Regions from separate parts of the Zea mays genome. Here region 2 is linked to region 1. Evidence: chromatin contacts called from public Hi-C data. All regions are on one chromosome and are shown on one strand. The core of a region is the stretch at or near the end of the contact, and the rest is flanking DNA. Distances in the headings are between cores, read along the strand shown. Region 1 has its middle 3.6 kb from the start of LOC103653322. Region 2 holds the start of LOC103653328 (1-phosphatidylinositol-3-phosphate 5-kinase FAB1B).

The links. A called contact is a pair of places that touch in the nucleus more often than the background predicts.
Region 2: a contact with region 1 is called in a Hi-C map of ear, with 2.1 times the contacts expected there. The contact joins the promoter of LOC103653328 here to the enhancer-like site in region 1. A contact is called at or near these places in 5 of 25 Hi-C or Micro-C datasets (bundle sheath, ear, endosperm and 2 more).

The regions. Positions count from the first base shown.
Region 1 is chr4:65,015,108-65,020,925 of Zm-B73-REFERENCE-NAM-5.0, forward strand. No RefSeq gene overlaps it. Among protein-coding and RNA genes, the nearest start is that of LOC103653322, 3.6 kb to the left of the region's middle. Within about 2 kb of position 3,089, at least 7 of the 20 cell types and tissues checked have an H3K27ac peak or open chromatin away from gene starts, as enhancers often do. A contact at or near this core is called in ear, where this site is marked.
Region 2 is chr4:65,325,265-65,330,858 of Zm-B73-REFERENCE-NAM-5.0, forward strand. It overlaps LOC103653328 (1-phosphatidylinositol-3-phosphate 5-kinase FAB1B), which reads left to right and starts at 3,373. Exons shown (of 11, transcript XM_008680260.3): 1 at 3,373-4,478. The coding sequence starts at 3,835.

The DNA.
Region 1 (5,818 bases), core at 1,839-4,338:
ATTCTATGTACACGGTGTTATTCAGTGATTCATTTGTGATCGCAGCAATCAAATTACCACCACTAACTAACTTCATCACCATCCACGCGCTACAGAAAAGGTATCCACTTGTGGCATCAACAGCCATATAAATTAAGATGTCACACTATTATTGATGGTAAAAAAAACATACTTTCATATACTGATCAAATTACTGTCAACAATCTTAAAATGTATTAAAAAATTATTTAGAGTCTGTTATCTGTAAAAAACTTTTTGTGCCACGAATCCGGCTATGACCTGGATCGGAGACGCGGTAGGAGCGGCCACCGGAGACCAGAGTAGTGCATGCAGCATCAGCCATCAGGCGTGGAGATAATAATGCGGGAAACGGAGAGCGACGCGTGCGTGGGGCCGGGCGGCGTCCTTCAGGTGCGTGGGCCGCGGGCGACGTGTTCGTGTGCGGGCGTGTGGCCTGCGGATAAAGATGCCGGAAAGGTAGCAGCACGCCAGCACCAGGCACCAGCACGTACTGCTGCACTGGACCATGCTGCGCGAGGAAGACGCGACGCCGTGCTAGTGGCGCAGCCGTGTTACTTGGCGTTTGGCAGAGCTGTTTGCCAAACGGTTTTTCCTCGCAGCTAGAATCACTCCCGTAAGTTCAAACGCTAAAAATTTAAACTGTTCTATGGTGAAAGTGTAGTGAGAGCCAAAAAAAAATATATGCTTCCCACCGCTTGGTTTTCGTAAAATAGATTCACTTCAGAATCACTCTATTAGAGAATCGGCTCTCGAATATAAAGTATCATCGAGTGTAGCTCTGCCAAACAAGCTCATTTGCATGGCAGCATTTGTAGTACCGTAGTACGCTAGTACTTGTGGAGGAGTTGCTTGGGACGAGACCAAATATTCTTTAGCCACTCGTCGATGTCCATTGCAATGGAGATGGTCCTTCGGCATCCAGAGTTGGGACCAAAACCGACGAGACGAGACGTACCGCGGCTGATCGAACGATTCGAATAATCTCCGTACAGCACGAATAGAAACATCCTTGTCAGCTCTGTTCCGATTCACGTTCAGGTCTCAACGAACCGGCAGATGTTTGGAGGCAACGCACCAAAATTCACGATCCTGCCATCGTGCCGGTGGTCCTCTTCCAGCATGTGCATTACACACAGCACGGGTCTGTTGCTGTTACTGTTACTGTTACTACTGCTATTATTATTATCGTTATTATTTTGGGGTGGGGCGAGATTAACACACAGCACGGATAACCAGCCACGGGAAGTACAGGGCTGTCATGTGCTATAAGGTACTATTCAGCCCACATTTGTTAACGCCCACTATAAAGATTAGATACAAAGTCCGGCCCGATATGCTAAACCCTTGCCGTCTCCCGCCACATGATGACTCATCACTAGGCCTGCAGAAAAAACGAAGCAGCTCAACTTTTAGAATGGGCTTGAGCTGAGTCTGATTTTGTGACTCGAAAAAAACCTCGGTTTGTCGTTCGTTCGTTGTGACTCATGAGTCGGTTCGTGGGTTCATCCAATAATAATTTATTACGTAATATCTTAATTAGCATGTTGTATTAGTACTAAATAGACAATTTATGTTAACATAGATTACTGTATAAAATTACCGTATTAATTTAGAATATGATATTTAAATTATTATTTGAGATTTTATATTATGACCCGGAGGACGGGTTCACACTTATATAGTCAAGCTTGTTGACTCGACGGACCGGTAGCGAATCGAGCTAAACTAATTTTTAAGGAAGCGAGCCGAGCTCGGCTCCGCAACGAGCCGAGTCGAGGGTTTCGACCCATACCTATGGTGATGACGATGGATACAACAGACAATAACCTACTGTGCCAACCTAACTTCTCACACCTGCCTAGTTAATATGGGATCAGCACCATAATTATTCTCATCTCTATATTCAAACTCTCCTCTACGAACTATGCATTATACAGTGTAAAACAGTGCGAAACAATATTTTAGGTGACCATGTAGACGAACTGCCATAGACTGTCTTATATATTACTACTTCCTTCTCCTGCAGGCCTGTGCCTGGGGCAGGGCAAGCGGGCCAACCGACCTGGACCCCAGATCCCAGGGGCCCCACCCCATATACAGCTGTAGGCTGGCGCCAAACTCAGGAACATGGAGGCACATAAACAACACACGCGAGACGGCGGACGGACACAGTGTAAATACATATACGCGCTAGGGAGTACATATTCACAACGCAGGGCAACAGGATCAGCCAGTCAGGGAACAACGAATCAGCCCTCAGACCTCAGCCGATCAGGCTACCATTGTCAGGCAAGGCTATAGTTTTTAATTGCTTTAGCAAGTAATTATGCTTAACAAATTACACGAATTAATTTATTCTATTGATTCCTTGTAGATTGTCATTGATATTATGCCTTCTAAGAAGTATGCTAGCAACTTTATGTATTGAGAAGAATTTGTTAGATGATATTAATATTAAAGCTATCATTGATGATTTTGCATCAAGAAATGTTAGAAGACATTTTTAAGATGATCTATAATATATTTGAGGTAATGATCTGACTTCTTTTTTAGCGCTCATTTTTTGATACATTGAATTATAAGTTCCAAATATATAATAGTAAAAATAATACTTATAATATTGGGGCCTTATCAGGAACGACCCTGTTCTCGGCGTAAAAATTGCAAAGGCCCTCAAACAAACAGAGACAGACCCCGCGGATGATGGCGTTCCACCTCCTCTTGAACATCAGACGTCAAACCCCAAGTTCAGTTCGTATTATCAAGTATATCAATCCTACAGAAAACTCGTTATCCATCACAGCTTGAGGAAAACCAACTCCTTGATAGCCGGAATGGCCCCAATCTTCTCCAGCGTCTCCTTGTCGGGCTCTACGTCAGCGGCGGTCGCCGATGGCCATGATCTATCGCCTGCTTGCCACGGAACGTCCAGCCCACGCTCATGAAGCTACACACTCTAACCGAGCATGCTAGCGACCTTTGCCGATCATCCTGGGCTGGTCCATATCCACCGTACATCTGCCGGCCGCTCAGAGTCAGGTTGCCCTCCAGGCTGACGTCCACCACCACCACATAGGGTCCCGAGAGGGTGAGGTGTGCGGCACCCCGTACTTGTCACAGCTGCAGCCTCCGATCAAGCCCAGGGCAAGCCCCCATATCCGATATTGAATAAATCCTTGCGCTGCTTCCAACGTGTGATGTCGTTTGGTTCGATTAATGACCGCGCGTCAATGCGCAGGCTGGCGTCGTTCTGTCCAGCCAGATACGATAATTTTAAACGTATAAGTGGATGTAGTTTAATAGTATCAAAATGACTTATTTTACATCTATTTATGCAGGTTTTAACTCCTCAACCAAACATAAATTCAAATAAAATCTTAGATGGTGCGTGCGGGTAACCAATTAGGTCATTAGAGTTTCAGGTTCAGTTTTTCTAGTGTCCAGTCAACCCACATGTGAGCTGATTCAATTCTTCAGTGATGCGTTCATGTGGGAGTAGTAATGGGGGGTTAGTTACCGGTCTTAGCGTAGACGTGGGGATGGACGCGTCAATCACGCGCTAAGGCAGCCGGCCTTATTGTAGTCAGTCTGAACTTTTCTTAATATAGTCAATAGACAGAAAACGCTGCAAGTGTTCAGCAGCACCAAAATTCTCCTGTCGGTGTCCAGTGTGTGTGATCGTGTGTGTATCCAGCGTCCAGATTGTTCTCCAGCTCGCCGATCCTTGTTGCCGGTGTACATCGCCAGGACGAAGGGCAACATCCGAGGCGTCAAGTCACTAATGGACAACGCATGGGACAGAACCCGCCCCTTATCACACTCTATCACATTTTCTATTTCAAACTTCGTTTTACAAACAATACAATTTACAGTACTTTGCACGGCCGTTTACATGGCCTCCTGGAGATGGCATAAGACCGAGGCCTTCCTCTTCTTTAAGCACCCCATCATGTCCACGACCACATAAATGGGATCCGAAGATTTACCTTTAGGATTCTTGGCAGCTAAAATAATACCTAAAATGTTATACAAGTGCGGGTACACTTGAAAAAACCTCGCCCCTCGAGCTAGCGCAACATCTTTGCTCCCAAAAGCCGGAGCACATCCCTAACAACCTACTGTTTAGCGCTCCCAGAACCAACTTTTATAGGAACTAGATCCTTCCCTAACCTACCATTTTCACCTCCTCTGCGAAGTCGGAGCCATCACCACCTTAAATGCCATGCAGTGAGCCAGACCCGAAGCACAGGTCTCCAACAGCTCTGCGGCGAATAGCACCTGCACATCAATATTGTCTTCACTCTCACTTGGGACGTCGACGTGCATGTGGGATTGTACTTGAGCCCATTTGGCCTTTGGCATACTCTTCGACGTTTTCCCCTCTTCGGGCGAACCTTGTGCACGTCATAACTCAGCCCAAGTATGCTGAAAACCCGATTGACCCCAACTTTATTCTTTCGGATCTCCAAACTCCTCTCTAGCTCCTGCTCCGTCACAGGCCCAACCAATTTTCAGCCTCCTCGATCTCCTTCATAATAACCCCACCTGACCGGCCACACAAATCAACCGCGAAGGGTGGACTAAGTAGCTGCCTTGCAAACCCAGGAAAACTGTTGTGCTCCACCAGGCCAACTGACCAGATGTGCCCCAACGGCCACACTCTACATGCCATGTACTCTTCGACAAGGTCTTGATCACTACTAGCGATAGGTGTGACCAAAAATCTTGTCATCTTGGCCCCCCTCTGCAACATCAAAGCGAGGAAAGGCTTCATAGTCGAAGGGAGACATCGAGTTAGGACACGGCTAGCCCTCGACATCCAAGCACCAGACATAGAACCAATTGTCTGTCTACCCGCCCCATCGATTTTTTGTGCAAGGGTCCAATTCAGTCACCTTGCCCTTCGTCTTCCTAGTCTTAGGCATGAACGTGCAACTCCCAAACTGACTAACACGATCGTCCACGACCTTTTCTGCCAATGCAAGCAATAATGCTTTGCGAAAACCTCCACGGACGGAGTCCCTCCATAGGTGGTAACTGCCCACACAAACTTGCTAATCGCCACAATCGCATTCGGAGTCAATTGATGCAACTGCATCTTGAACTTATCCAACATGTCAATCAAAAGTTGATGACACGAGAACAGAAGTCTAGCATTAAAAAGTCTTCGAAGATTACTATCTCCCCTCTAACTGTGGCACGGTCTTAGACCTCGCAGCCCTGCAAGCTCCTGCGGGGAAGCAGCCCAGCTCCTCCAACTCCTTCACCCTTGACAACAAAAGTGAAGACCGATCCAAGTCATAATTTCCTAGATCCTGCCCAATGGCTGGGCCCACCCTCTCGGAAGATGAATCGACAGCGGATGGCGGTGGAGAAGAATCAGAAAGACTACTTCCGCTCAAAGACGGTGTACTTGGGACGACGACGCGCGACAGTTTTCACTCGAGCCAACAGTGGAGCGCACGTCGGCGGCGATCGTCGGCAACCAACAACAACGACGGAGGAAACGAAGTGCAAGAACCATAGCAACGGAAGAGAGAGATGAGGCATGAAAGTGACGTAGTGGGAGCACGCAACGTCGACCCCGCTCACCCCTTTTATAATCAAGTAAAAAAGAAAAAATATGAACAGTGCCGACGGTCCACATCAACAGCCACATCTGCTAGTCACCTCCCCCTAGGTCAGCTCAATTGATGATCTAGGGCAGCATTCGTCCCATTCATCGGAGACTTCGGGATCGACTCATCAGACTAGGTCTCACCCTCGGAAGGCTAATGTTGGGACGAAGACTGAACCA
Region 2 (5,594 bases), core at 2,123-4,622, 310 kb after region 1:
TTTCCAACCCTTCCAGTGGCTTCTCTATTTCTCATAATATCCTTCAAAGGTTGTGAAGAAGGAACAACTATATTATATGCCTGAAAATAGTGCCGAAGCTTCCTGGAGGCCATTAAAACAGCATACAGTACCTTCTCCAACTCTGTGTAATTATTTTTTTGATAAACTAAGAACTTCTGATACAAAGTATATTGGAGCTTGCTTTTTGATTTGACCTTCAAGCTTCTCTTGGACAAGTGCTGCACTTACCGCTGAGTGCGAAGCTGCCACATATAACAACAGAGGAGCCCCTGGCGTTGGTGGAGTTAATGTTGTTAGGTCTATCAAATATTGCTTCAGCTCTTCGAAGGCTTTCTGCTGAACTGGTCCCCATTGAAAAACTTCAGCTGACTTCAGCACTTCGAAAAATGGTAAATTTCTCTCTGCTGATCTAGATATAAATCTGTTGAGAGATGCCAGTCTTCCTGTCAATCTTTGAGCCCCCTTTTTTGTACTTGGTGGCTCCATTCGAAGGATGGCTTCGATTTTATTTGGAATAGCTTCAATCCCTTTTGTTGAGACTAGACAGCCAAGAAATTTCCCTTTCTTCACTCTGAAGACACATTTTTCTGGGTTCAACTTTAAACCAGCCTGTCTAAAATTAGCGAAGGTCTCATGCAGATCAGCAATGTGATTATCTTGCTTCATGCTTTTTACAATGATATCATCAATATAAGTTAGCACATTTCTGCCTATCTGAGAATGAAGAACCTTCGCTGTCATTCTGCTGAAGCTTCCTCCAGCATTCTTGAGCCCCTTAGGCATCTGAAGGTAACAATATGTTTCACTAGGGGTTATGAAGCTGGTTTTTGGCTCATCTTCCTTCTTCATCCAAATTTGATGATAGCCTGAATAACAATCCAGCAGACTCATAAGCTCTGATGAAGCTGCTGCATCGACTAGAGAATCTATCCTCGGCAATGGAAACTCGTCCTTCGGACAGGCCTTGTTGAGATCAGTAAAATCAATACACATTCTCCATTTACCATTGGCCTTTTTTACCATAACAGTGTTATCCAGCCACTCTGGGTATTTTACCTCTCTGATAACTCTGGCACTAAGGAGCCTTTTTACTTCATTCCGAGCACCTTCGGCCTTGTCATCAGACATCTTCCGAAGCCTCTGCTTTCTAGGTCTAAAGGATGGGTCAACATTGAGCGAATGTTCAATAACATCTCTGTTGACTCCACAAAGATCATTGGCTGACCATGCAAAAACATCTTTGTTGTTGAACAGAAACCTTATCAAGGTTTTCTCCTGTTCTTCAGACAGTTGGGATCCCAATAACACTTTCTGCTCTGCTATGTCCTCACATAAAAGCATGGGCTTCGGCTGATCGGCCGAAGCAGCTTTCTCCCTTCTAAACTTGTACTGCTCACAAGCTTCAGCTCCATCTATGTTATGGATTGCCTTTGAGTCTGTCCAGTTTCCTTCGTCCCTTCTGGCAGCTTCCTGACTTCCATGAATGGCAATAGATCCTTGGTCCGAAGGTATCTTCATGCAAAGATATGTTGGATGAAGAATTGCTTCGAAGGCATTGAGAGTACCACGACCAATGATTGCATTGTAAGGGTATTCCATGTCAACAATGTCGAACACAACTTGTTCAGTCCTTGTGTTGTTAATGAATCCGAGGGTTACTGGCATTGTGATTTTTCCAAGTGCTACAATCTGCCTTCCTCCGAAGCCACAAAGGGGATGTGTGGCATCATGGATCTTGTCTTCGGGCTCTTGCATCTGTCTGAAGGCCTTAGAAAATATGATATCAGCTGCTGCCTGTATCAACCAAAACATTATGAACCAGAAATCCTTTGATCACACAAGAGATAACCATAGCATCGTTGTGTGGGTAATCCTTGAGCTGAAGATCCTCTTAAGAGAAGGTAATTGGAATGTGAGACCATCTTGACTTGATGAAGGGTCATTGTACCCCTACATGTTGTACTCTTCTCTGTGCCTCCTTCTTCTGTTTCTTGTTAGCCGGCTCTGAACATGAACCGCCTGTTATCGGGAGAATCAGCTTCGGAGCCGAAGCAGTTCCAGCTTGGTTCTTGAACAAAGCCATTGATTCAGGAAAGTGGAAGTGAGTTCACCGGAGGTGAGCGCCAATGTTGGGGACTTGTTCTCGAATGCTATGAATTAAGAACAAGGCAACATAAAATGTTAAATATCAATGCCCTTCGTCCGCTGAAGCATTATCTCCCCAAGGATTTAATGAACTTCGGACGAAGACCACGAGCGCCTTCGTAATTAAATTTACAAAAATAATACAAGGTAATATAAAATGTGAAACATTAAAAATAAATACATCGGAAATAAATGACATCATTTATATATCTTATTATATGAATCTAAGATGTTTGAACATAATATTTAGGTACATTTATACCTTTGCCTTGATAAACAATAATTCCCGAGTGATGCGTTTGCAATTACAGGAATGCGTGAACAGTAAAGGAATACTGTTCACTATTTATAGGCACAGGACACAACCTGTCAGGAATTACAATCATGCCCCTCATAAAAGTTTACAACGTTGACTCAGACCCTTATAGACTAAAAGGTCATTCTATCTTTAAGTTGGTTCGACCCTTCATCTTCGAATATGCTGTAATACTGAAGCTTCATGAATGGTACCTTTGGCATCACGTACAAGCAGCTTCAGCCGAAGCTGTTTCTTTCCGCAGGACCTTCGGCGACGAAGCATGGTCCCAACAATAATAATATAAGAACATGTAAAATATGGAACAACGCCCGCGCAGAAATAACTGGAGTCCGCAGTCTTGGCGTGGCAACAAAAATAATAACAACACTGTCGTCACTGAGCATCTTCAACAAAAGGTTCTATATAAATACATTATAATTTAAAAATAAATATATTTTATATTTTTAAGACACCAATAAAATATTCTACTATAATAGTAAAGCTCTAATTCTAAATTATAGGGTAGCCCACTAAGGTATAGTATATTTGATACACTTGAGAGGGTGTCCTATAAGTTTTGATAAAATTTTAGAAAATAAGACACCATTGAAGTAGTGTTTACTGTAGAGCCCTATATTTTAATTTGAAGCACTAGTTTGAGGTATTGTTGGAGATGCTCTTACAGTGCAAATGTGTCCTATAATATTATTTTTCTTTGAGTTAATTCATTTATTAATTATTATGCCCCAAAGGAAATTCACGATATAGCGTGGAATGAAACCAAATAAAAACAAAGGATAGTGAAACTCGAAAAGTCGAAATAGGTAGAGCCGGTGGCGCACAAAAAAGCAACTAAAAGCAGAAGGAATAAAATGAAAACATGTAAATCCAAATCAAGATAAAGTTTCGAAAAAAATGGAAAACGCGTCAGTTATCAATCTCCTCTCTCCCTTTCTATCTCCGTCCCCGTGAACCCGCACCCTCCAGCCTCCCGTGCTCCACTGGCGCCCTTCTGGAACCCTCAGCCCTCCTAATCTCAGCCGAAGTTATTAACCTCTTTTTTTCTTATATAGGCCAAATTAGTTCCCCTCCCGCGATTCCAAGGCTTTGCTCTTCGATCTCAGCCGCGCCGTGTTCTTCGCGGCGAGTTCGGAGCGTTGGTGCCCAATCCGTCGAGGTTGTGAGTTGCTTCCGCTGCTGCTACTGCCGCCGCCACCGCTGGTGTTAGTGATCTGATCTGGTGGGCGGATTGCGGCGCGGAGGTGGAATTGTTTTGGCTCTGGGGAAAGCTAGCTATGCGGATTGAGGCGTCGCCGGATTGAGCATGAGGGGCGGGGCTGCTGGCGGTGGCGGTGGTAAGCGTGGCGCGGATGATGGGATCGCCGGATGGGCGGCTCGTGGAGTTGTTCGGTGCGGTGAAGTCGTGGATGCCGCGGCGGGGCGACCACTCTCCGCCGCCCGCGTTGCAGTCGGACGCGGCGGCTGGGCAGCCGCTGCCGCATGACTTGTCGAGGGACTTCTGGATGCCGGACCAGAGCTGCCGCGTGTGTTACGACTGCGACGCGCAGTTCACCATTCTGAATCGGCGCCACCATTGCCGGCACTGCGGCCGTGTGTTCTGCGCCCGGTGCACGGCTAACTCTGTGCCCCGCTCGCCGGGGGACGCCGCGAGGGAGGACGGCGAGAGGATTAGGGTCTGCAATTACTGCTTTAAGCGCTGGATGGAGGAGGAACCCGCAGCGCGGGGGGCCGCTGCAGGGCAACAGCCGTCTAGCCCGTCTCTGTCTGCCGCTAGTGTTTGCAGTGACAAGTCCAGCTTCACTGGGACGAATGGGCAAATGTCGTCTTATGCGAATATTAGCTACTCCGAATTTCCGGTCCATGGAGAGGGCAACTGCGGCGAGGATGACGGCTATCGTGAGGAGCAGCAGCCTGCTATGGACCCCGCTCCAACCATGGAGCCTGCAGCTTACGCTGATAACTCGTCTGATCGATTCAACTTTTGCTTGCAGAGGTAAGGCTTTTCCATGATTCGTGCTTTGTCATTTAAGAAATTGGAACCTAATTTGTCTCAGTTCTATTGATAAGAAATGTTACTTTTTAATATAAGTTTACACAAGCATTGATTGACTGATTAGGAGCTTGGATCCCTGCTTGTGAGATGCTGTTGCATGTTATATATGTCTTGGGGGTAGAGGTGTAGGACAATGTTTAATTACTAGTTGAGCCATAATATTTTCTTTGTGGATTCTTTAACATAGAAATATCTGTTTTTGAACCCTTTGGATATTCTTTTGCATCAGGTTCATCTCTACCCTCAGCGACTATTAGCTAAAATTTTAAGTACATAACTGTTATTTGTACCAGCATATATGCTTTCTGGTTTCTGAGTTCTGTCATGTGCTCCTAGGCCAGCATGTATCAGGAGACTTGTTGAGCCACAAGATTTTTTTTCTGTGGATGCTTGGACATAGCAAGTCCTGGTATTTGCAGCTTTTGGATATGTTGTTTCGAAAGTGCTTGTCCACTTTGGTATTGGTATCAGGGCCTTTTAAGTACATTACCTCAAACTTTAGGATTCTACCATTATTTGGAGCTGCACTAACTCCTAGGGCCCAATCTCAAGTTTCTTTTAGAATTTGGGGGCCTAGCCCCTGCCTTAGATTAACCAAGATCATATCAGTTACAACATGCAGAGAATATCAGAAACAAAAATTCCCACAGACAAAGGAACATCAAGCACCCACAGAAACAGAAAAGGCAAAAAACACACCTTCCAATCCGCCTTGAGTTGAACTAGACTCAACTGCTTCCCTCGTTCCAAAGCTTTCTCCATATTGGAACAGTTCACCAGCATGTCCTCCACTTCAATTGGAACCAGACACCTGCTGCCTAGTCCTGCTCCCTAGTCATGAGCAAACTTGTACAAAAAACACTCCTTCTCTTTATTCACTTGATTCATCCACCGATCCACGCAGTCTGTGAGGTGTTGATGTTAAGAGCTTTACATTGTCCTTATCAGGTATCCACTCCTTCAAATGAAATATACTCAGTTTGGTTCATCATATCTATTGTGTGTTTACTTCATTTTGCCAAGGAATGTGCCTATTCTTTGGAAGAACAGTGATTT